Regions from separate parts of the Gossypium hirsutum genome. Here region 2 is linked to region 1. The links are chromatin contacts, called in public Hi-C maps. All regions are on one chromosome and are shown on one strand. Each heading gives the region's core, a stretch centred on a gene start, on an enhancer-like site or on the middle of the called end of the contact. The rest is flanking DNA. Distances are from core to core; before and after follow the strand shown. Region 1 holds the start of LOC107924588 (heat stress transcription factor A-1e). Region 2 has its middle 18 kb from the start of LOC107924564.

Region 1 (4,415 bases), core at 1,106-3,605:
GGAATTTAATTGTAAATGGAAAGAAGAAATTGCTACATTCTTTAGGTCATCAAGCCAAAGCCCTTTGAATACTTAAGTAATCAAGCTTACGACATGGACTTGAGTATGAGAACTGCTGCAAATCAAGAACCTTTTGAGCAAGTAATCCATAATGGGGGAAAATTTTAGTTGATGATGAACATGTCTATCAGTCTATGGTCGTACATGCAAAGCCATTTTCTGCTCAAGCCAAAAGTAAACAAAAGCCACACCGAAGGAGAGGAATGAAAAGAGTATCATTTCCTTGATGTTGATGTTCCAAACATGCTTGAAGAACTTTTAAATGCTAAGTTGATTTGGTTGCCAAAAAATAAAGCAACTTGAAGAAGTCGGTCGAATAGATTATCCCAATTATTGCAATACCACCCATTTAGTCATCCTCTCAATAAATGCTTTGTGTTGAAAGACAGAATCATTCAATTTTATGAAGAAGGGAAAATCGAGTTTGAAGAAGAAGTAGCATCATCAAACTTGACACCAGCCACTATGGTTTCTCAATTCAATATGATGGATAGAACTATGAAATTTGGCTCTTTGGATCCTATTACACCGATTCCAAGCACAAGGAAGATAGTGGATTTCCAAAGGACTGGGGGCAATTATTTGTTTCTTGGATATCAGAATGATCATGATTGGACTCCAGCCATATATAAAAAAAAAAAGCCAATAAAAAATAATGCTCCTAGGCATGAGATTAAATTGTCACACTGCTCTAAGTACGAGTCTAAATTGTTCATCCAAAATGTTGATGCTTTTAAACACGAGCTTAAACTATTCAACCTAAATGATTATGCTCTTAAGTATGAGCTTAAACTGTTCATCCAAAATAATGATGATGCTCCTCAACACGCTTAAATTGTTCACACACAAAAAAAAAAATGAAGCTTCTAAGTATGAGTTTAAACTGCTCATCAAAAAAAATGATGCTCTTGAGTATGAGCTTAAACTGCAAATCTAAAACGAAATTGAACTACGTTATGACTTGGTCCTTCAAAAATGAAGGTACGTAGACTTCTTTGTTTCATTACCAAGTTTCGTCCAAATGAATATATATTGATGGCATCTTTTGAAAAAGATCTTCAAAGCTAAAAGCAAAAGAAATTAAGACTTATGTAGAAATTTTGGACCAATCAGAATTCAAAGTTTGTCATTATTATTTATCTTTAATTAAATTAAATTAAATTATTAAAGAAATAAATCAAAAAAAATAAATCCTTTAAAACTCATTTATAAAGAAATCATATTCTTTTAAAATAATTTTATCTCTAATTAATTAAAATTACATAAATTGATTAAAATTATTTTGAGGTGGCATGAATTGATTAAAATTACATAAATTTCATAATTGGGACTTAAGGTTGTTCGAATTTGGGGATGGCAAATTTAGTGTGGATTTGGATAGATGGTGAGTTTACCTGTTGTTAGTGTAAAAACAGTGGTGGCGATAAAATTAGATATTGTAGTAATACTGTAACGTAGACAAAAAGTAAGTTAAACACACTGCATCGCCCATCCAAACTCATACTTAAGAGATAAGTTTCTTCTTTGAAATTCTATAAACATTAAATGTGTATTTCAATAATTTTTTGAGAGTAATTTTTTTAATAATTAAGATTAGAATATTGTTGAGTTTATATTAAATTTTAAACATTTAAATTACATGATATGCTATGTAATTACTTAAAATTCAATTAATAGATAATTTGTGTAATTTTTAAAAGTTTTTATATGTCATTAAATCCAAATTATCAATGTAGAACTCCATATTAGCAATTAACCATAGAAAACTAAGGAAAAATTATTTTACTCTTATTCATAATATATAAATATTAATTTTCTCATTTTTTTTAATTAGAGAGATTGAATTGTAATACAAAATATAATAAAGGGATTTTTATTGTATTTTTAAAATTAGACCAGTGGTCGAACTGGTTCGTCAATTTGACAGGTTTAACTGATTTGACCAGTCTATTTGATTAGTTTAAATAAATCATTAAAAAACTTATAAAAACTAAAAAATATATTAAAAATTTGGTTCAAACACTCAATTCAAACTTATTTTTATCTAAGTCAATGGATTCTCAAGTCTTAACTTATTCAATCCACTTCTCCAAACTAATATTTTGACTAGTTTCTGATGATCCAAATGGCCAGGTCAGTTTAAACAGCCTTCCTTTTAGGTCAAATTTGTCATTTCTGTCAATTTTATAAGTAGATTTAAATTTTAAAAAAAAAAAAACCTTAGCGGTTAGTTAAAGAAAGAGTCAAAAATGGCGAGGTTGGGAAACGGTTAGAAAATGGTTTTACAAAGAGCAACGTGTCGGTCAGATTAGTGTTTCTCCTACTTTTTCTTTTTCTCTTCTTTTCTGCTTCATCCTATCCTTCCCAAACAATAAAAACAAAGCCACCTTACCATTACAGTACCCTTTTTCTTCTCTCTCTCTCTCTCTACAGAATCTATAGCTTCCTTCCTTCCTTCACTCCCATTCCGTGCCGAATCGCCTCACATCTGATCTTTAAAACTAATATTTCCCAATACTTGTTTTCTACTTCTTTATTTTTTTTATTTTTTAAAAAAAAAGATAAATGGATTCCCTTCATGATTCAATATCAGCGGCGAATGCCGTCGCCACAAACGGCAACACGGTGCCGCCGTTCCTCAGCAAAACCTACGACGTGGTGGATGATCCATCGACCAACTCCGTTATCTCGTGGAGTAGCGCTAACAACAGTTTCGTTGTCTGGAAAGTGCCGGAGTTTTCAAGGGACCTTCTGCCTAAGTATTTTAAGCACAATAACTTCTCCAGCTTTGTCAGACAACTCAATACTTATGTGGGTATTTCTTTGATTTTGTTCTTTTTGTTTTTTTTTTCTTTTCTATTTTATTATTATTGTTATTAGTTTTTAGACTTCCAAGTCTTTGAACATATGTAGGCTGATTGATGTGTGATTTCTTGAGGTGAATTACGATTTTGAGGTTTAAAGGGGTTCTGAATTCGTTTGGATTTTCACGGTTTTGATTTTTTCTTTTAATGGAAACTTGGGTTGCTACTATATGGCTTTAAGAAATATACATAGATGAGATTGAAATGAACTGTGAATAGTTTTAATGATGAAGTTGCGTGGGAGGAGAGATTTTAGAACCATATTGGTGTTGGATCATGAATTTATGGTATAGTAACTGTCTAAACTGAATTAAATTGGGATATGGATTTGAAATATAGGAACTGGGAATTGCAACCGTAATGTGCAGATTATTTTGTTTAGTATTAATATTAATAACAATCTTAAATATTTCTTAGTGCATTTCGAAATGGGATTTTGGGTAGCTCTTAGCTTTTGCAGTTCCTGTTGTTATATTTGATTGCCAATGGCATGCGGATAATTGGTTGAAAACCATTTTCCATGGAATGCACATGCATGCCAACTAGCCATTTTTATATTTTGACCAATTTTACTATCATATAAAATGATACTACTTATTGCAGTTCTTTCCTATTAATCTTATATGTTGAATTTGAATTAAACAAAGTATATTCATATATAGTTTTTTTGCTCTCAGATCAGTAGCCGAAATGTCTTGCGTTTGTTCCATGTGTGCTTTTTATTGATTTCATGTTTTTGAAACAAATTCTATGTCTTCAATGATGTTTTTTGTTTAAAATGCCATCAATTCTGGAGTTGCATATATATTCTATGTTTTTCCGCTGTTGATTCTTTTTCTTTGTTCTTGCCATGTTTGATCTAACTACATTTGATCTGAGTAAGGTGCTAAATTCAGGGGATTCAGTAAATTGACAATTCATTGCCTGATTTCCTCATGTTAGCTTTTCTTCTTTTGATTTTTCTTTTTCCAAGTTCTTTTGGCTCTGAAAATGTTATTTTAACCAACAAGTGAACTAAAGCATGATCGAGAAACTGGGAGAGTATTATTTGTAAGCTTATGACCCATGGGTTGTAATTCAAACTTTATTTGTTGGAGAGGGTGGATGTTATGGATTGAATTCTTCTGACCAACTTTTCTTTCCTTGATATGAAGAACTCATCGAGTTGTAATTGTGTTTGTTATCTGCAGGTTTAAGTATATGCTTGTAATTACTAACTGATTGTGGTCAGGCATTGGGGCTCAAACAAGACGGATGATATGTGATTCAATTAGATATTAAAATTCGATCCTGCTTTACACATATGTGGGCTTGCTACTGTTTGGAAAATATATATGTGATAACTCGTGTCGTTGATCATCATAATTTTTTTCCTTTAGGGTTTTAGGAAAGTTGACCCAGACCGTTGGGAATTTGCAAATGAGGGGTTCCTAAGAGGTCAGAAACATCTCTTGAAAACTATCAGCAGGCGGAAACCTGCTAATGTCCATA
Region 2 (4,415 bases), core at 1,395-3,894, 89 kb before region 1:
CAGCCCTAATAAAGGGTTAGTTATCAAACTCAATATGAGCAAAGCATATGATCGAGTGGAGTGAAATTTTATCGAGACGGTTATGAAGAAAATAGGGTTTATTGCGAAATGGACTGACAAAATAATGGGATGCATTTGGTTGGTAAGATACTTGGTTAAATGTAACAATATTTTATCGGATATTATAATTCTCGAGAGCGGACTCCGTCAAGGGGATCCCATCTCCCCTTATTTGTTCCTATTTTGCATGGAAGCATTTTCAAGGATGCTTATTCATGCACAAGGTAACAATATTTTAGAAGGAATTCGGGCTAGTATAAACGACCCTAGGATTAATCATCTTTTTTTGTTGACAACACCCTTCTTTTTGTAAGAAATAAAAAGAGTGATATTGAAACTCTTGTTAATATTCTGGTTTAGAGTGTGGTGTGTTTAGCTGTGTGGGTTTGGGGTGTTGTTGGTTCAGGTTTGCAGTCTTTGGTCTGACCAAAGTAAAGTCTCTTCTTTCTTCTCACTTTTATCTCACTTAAGATAATGCTTTAAACTTTCTCGGCTGGCTTTCATTCTAATATGACTGTCCACATAGCCTACTGGACTCGTGTATAAAAAACTGTTTTCTAGTCTGATGTCCTGCATAAGAAAAATCTCTGATTGGCTGGATTTTAAGTACTGTAAAACCAGTATCCCAATTGCTAAGTCAACCATCAGAAATAGGCACACATGAATGACTTTAATTAAATAATTCCCTGGGAAACTCTACAATAATTAGTTTAAACGATCGGTCTGAGGTCTGTGCTTGTAAATCCTTGAATGAGATAGATCTGTCCTTGGAATATGTAGTACTCTTCCTGTCCAGAAATGACTGTCTTTAATTTGTATCTTTCTTGCCCTGTAGCAGCAAGAAGTACACATTCATGGATTCCTTTCTATCTCTTTTGCAGGTGCAAAATCTATAATAAATAGAAGTTGAAACCGTTTATGGTATTGGAATTTTTGAAAACATTGGCTCATTCCGTCTCATTCATCTCCACTTTCTTTTTAGAAAAATGGATGTTTTCTTTCGGTCTCTGCTCTCCTCTCTTTCCATTCGTCAATGGCTATTTTATTGTTAATTCTGCCATCGCTCTTTACATTCCTGTTTTAGTTTTAGTTTCAGATATATGCTTCTTTTTACTTCTATTTTCAGAGTGTCTTTGTCACGGTTTTTGGTTTTCACCTTTAGAGAATCACTGTTTCGTTCCTTATTAGAAACGATAGATGTTATAGGTTAGACATCACTGTTTTGTTCCGTGTTACAAATCTATTGATGTCGTTCTATTTATTCTTTTTGTTTGTTTACTGTGTAATTTTGTCAGAGATTTTGATTTTCAGCTTTAGAGAAAGTCTATTTCTTTCAGTATTTGAAACTATGGATCACGTTTTTTCTTTCAGTATTTGAAACTATGGATCACGTTCCTTATTCCTTTATTCCTTCCTGTTTTTCCCTTATTTCTAACGTTCCTTTCTCCTGTATAAACTACTATTTTTTCCCTTGTTTTCAAATATTTTCCTAGGGTGCAAAGATATATTTTTGGTGATCTTCTTGGTATGAAGGTGATTGAGAAGCTAGAAAACTATCTTGGCCCCCTCTTCCAATCAACAAAAAGAAAAAAAGGGCTTTTCAAGATATTATTAATAGCCTATCATACAGGATTAATAGCTAGACCAATAGGCTCATTTCCTATGGTAGCAAAGAAGTTTTCATCAAAGTAGTCCTCCAATCTATTCCAACATATTCGTTGTCAATCTTTTTTACTCTTAAATGTGTGATTGAAGACATTCAAACAAAGTTAAGTAGAGTGTGGTGGTCAGGTAAGAAAAAGGGCAGATTCTGGATGATGCTTCCTTGGAAAACCTTTTGCCATCTTAAATGCATAGGAGGCCTTGGCATAAGGGATATTTGACTGTTCAATTTGGCTATTCTTGAGTGTCAAGTGTGGAGGCTCATCAACAATAAAGATACCCTCTGTTTTAAAGTGTTATCCTCTAAATACTTTCCCGATGGCAATATCTTTCACTCCAAAAGAATTGACAAAGCTTCCTTTATGTGGACCAGTATTGCGGCTGTGGAGGAAGCCCTCAAAGATGACTTCGATTGACAAGTTGGGATTGGTGATAGGATTAACATACGGTTGACAACTGGGGGGTAGAAGGCTTAAATGGTGCTGTCCTTAAAGTTGATATGCTCGACACTAATGATAATAGTGTGCGGGATCTTTGGTTTGAGGAGTATAGACGTTGGAACATGGATAAAGTCTACAAGTTGTACTAGCAGGATTGGGGGGATAAATTTTACAATTGGCCTATTGGGAGTAAGGGCTATGGCGACAAAATAGTATGGTTTCATAACCCTTATGGTTGTTTCACGTCAAAGTTTGGTTATTCCTAGTTATTGTTGAAAGAGATGGGGTGTGGCCCTCATAGGTTTTTTTGGAAAGAACTTTGGAAACTTAATACTATTTCTAAGGTTTGGGTGCTTACTTGGCGTGTGGGGTACGAGATTCTCCCAACAAATGTTAAGATTGCTTTGATTTAGCACAACTTTGAGCAGAGTTGTCCCAAATGTGGGGTTGAGGATGAGACCCTAATGCATGCACTTAAAGATTGCCCCACATATCGAGCGGTTCTCTCTATAGAAGGGTGGGACAAAAATACGATCTCGAATAAGTATAGTCGATGCATTGACTGGCTAGAAGATATGATGCGGGTTCTTGACAAGAAAGCTATAGCCCATCTCATAACAACCTTATGGAACTTCTGGAATAATAGAAACAATTACAATTTCTGAGGAAAAGAAGAGGATGCGCATGTCATGTAGGAGAGGGCCAGCACCCTTAGCAAAGACTTTCAGATTTGTAACATGTTGAAGAAGTCATTGCTTTCCCCGAATATTGTTGTTAAGAAATGGATTAAACCTCCTAAAGGGGTTGTAAAAATAAATTTCGATGCTACAGTAGGTGATAACAGAATTGGGTATGAGACGATTGTTAGGGATTATGAAGGTTTTGTGTTGGGGGTGGTGGAGGCTTTATAGAAACAATGATGTCGGTGGAAGAAGCCGAGTGCTTTGCATTTGAGGCTACATTAAATCGATGTGTCAGTTAAAAATTAAAGGGCATGTACTTTTTGAGACAGATCACGTTGGCCTTGTTAATAAACTAATGACCCTAGCTACAAACGTCACCATTATCAGTGCGCGAATTAAGGAGTGTAAAGATGCCTTCAACAATTTCAATTTCGCTGATTTAATTTGGACAAACGGTCTTGTAACACTATTGCTGATTTAATATGTACGAAAATGTGTAACGAGGTTAAAACTTGGTTTTTTTATATGGACTTCCTGGTGGAAATCCATAATACTGTAACTTGTGATGTTACGTAATAAATGAGTTGACCCTTGTGGTCGTTTATTGTTAAAAAAAATAGATAATATTATCGTTTCTCAAGAAATCATCCACTCTATGCGTAGAAAGGTTGGAAAGAAATGGTGGATGGCTGTGAAAATTGATCTAGAAAAAGCATATGACAAATTAGACTGGGACTTTATTGACGATACATTAGTTGATATTGGTTTTCTAGGTAACATACATAAGCTTATTATGCACTGTGTTAACTATTCATCTATGCAAATTATATGAAATAGGACCTCTCTAATGTAGTTTTCCATCGCAAGCAATAAGACAAGTGATACTATCTCGCCCTACATCTTTGTTCTTTGTATGGAAAGATTGGTATAGATTATAAATATTGAGGTTCAAAATAAGAGGTAGAAACCAATAAAGTTATCTAAGAATGGGCTAATATCTCACATATTTTCTTTGCGGACGATTTAGTTTTACTTAGTGAGGCTTTAGTGGAGCAGATACAAACTATGAAAAGGGTGATTAATAACTTTTGTTCCAGGTTGGGTCATAGAGTTAATGCACAGGAAACCCAAATTTTCTTCTTGAAGAATGTTGACCATGATCTGAAGGTGAATATTAGTTGTGGTCTTAGATTTTCTCATGTGGACAACTTGAGAAAGTATATTAAGGCTCCACTATTGCACTAGAGAGTTACGAAGTAGACCTTTCAGTATATTGAAGATAATCTGAAAAAAAACTAGCAAGATTGAAGTATAAATTGCTTTCTTTAGCCGATAGAATTACGTTGGCTAAAGTAATTTTAGCTGCTATTCCTATCTATGCTATGCAGTCAACAAAAATTCCTAAGGGTATGTGTCATGAAATGGAAAAGATAATTCGTAACTTTGTTTGGGAAAATACGGAAGAGAAGAAAGGATTGAATCTAGTGAAATGAGATAATTTGCGCAAAGAGATGAAGAATGGTGAACTTGGATTCAAGAAATTTGATTGTCTGAACAATGTTTTTCCCAT

Evidence for each region. Hi-C and Micro-C count contacts between places; a contact is called where the count stands out from the background.
Region 2: a contact with region 1 is called in a Hi-C map of leaf, with 1.8 times the contacts expected there. The contact joins the enhancer-like site here to the promoter of LOC107924588 in region 1. A contact is called at or near these places in 11 of 34 Hi-C or Micro-C datasets (callus, fibers, hypocotyl and 2 more).

The regions. Positions count from the first base shown.
Region 1 is chrA02:102,423,407-102,427,821 of Gossypium_hirsutum_v2.1, reverse strand. It overlaps LOC107924588 (heat stress transcription factor A-1e), which reads left to right and starts at 2,355. Exons shown (of 5, transcript XR_005903679.1): 1 at 2,355-2,871; 2 at 4,304-4,415.
Region 2 is chrA02:102,512,735-102,517,149 of Gossypium_hirsutum_v2.1, reverse strand. No RefSeq gene overlaps it. Among protein-coding and RNA genes, the nearest start is that of LOC107924564, 18 kb to the left of the region's middle. Within about 2 kb of position 2,644, at least 1 of the 9 cell types and tissues checked has an H3K27ac peak or open chromatin away from gene starts, as enhancers often do. A contact at or near this core is called in leaf, where this site is marked.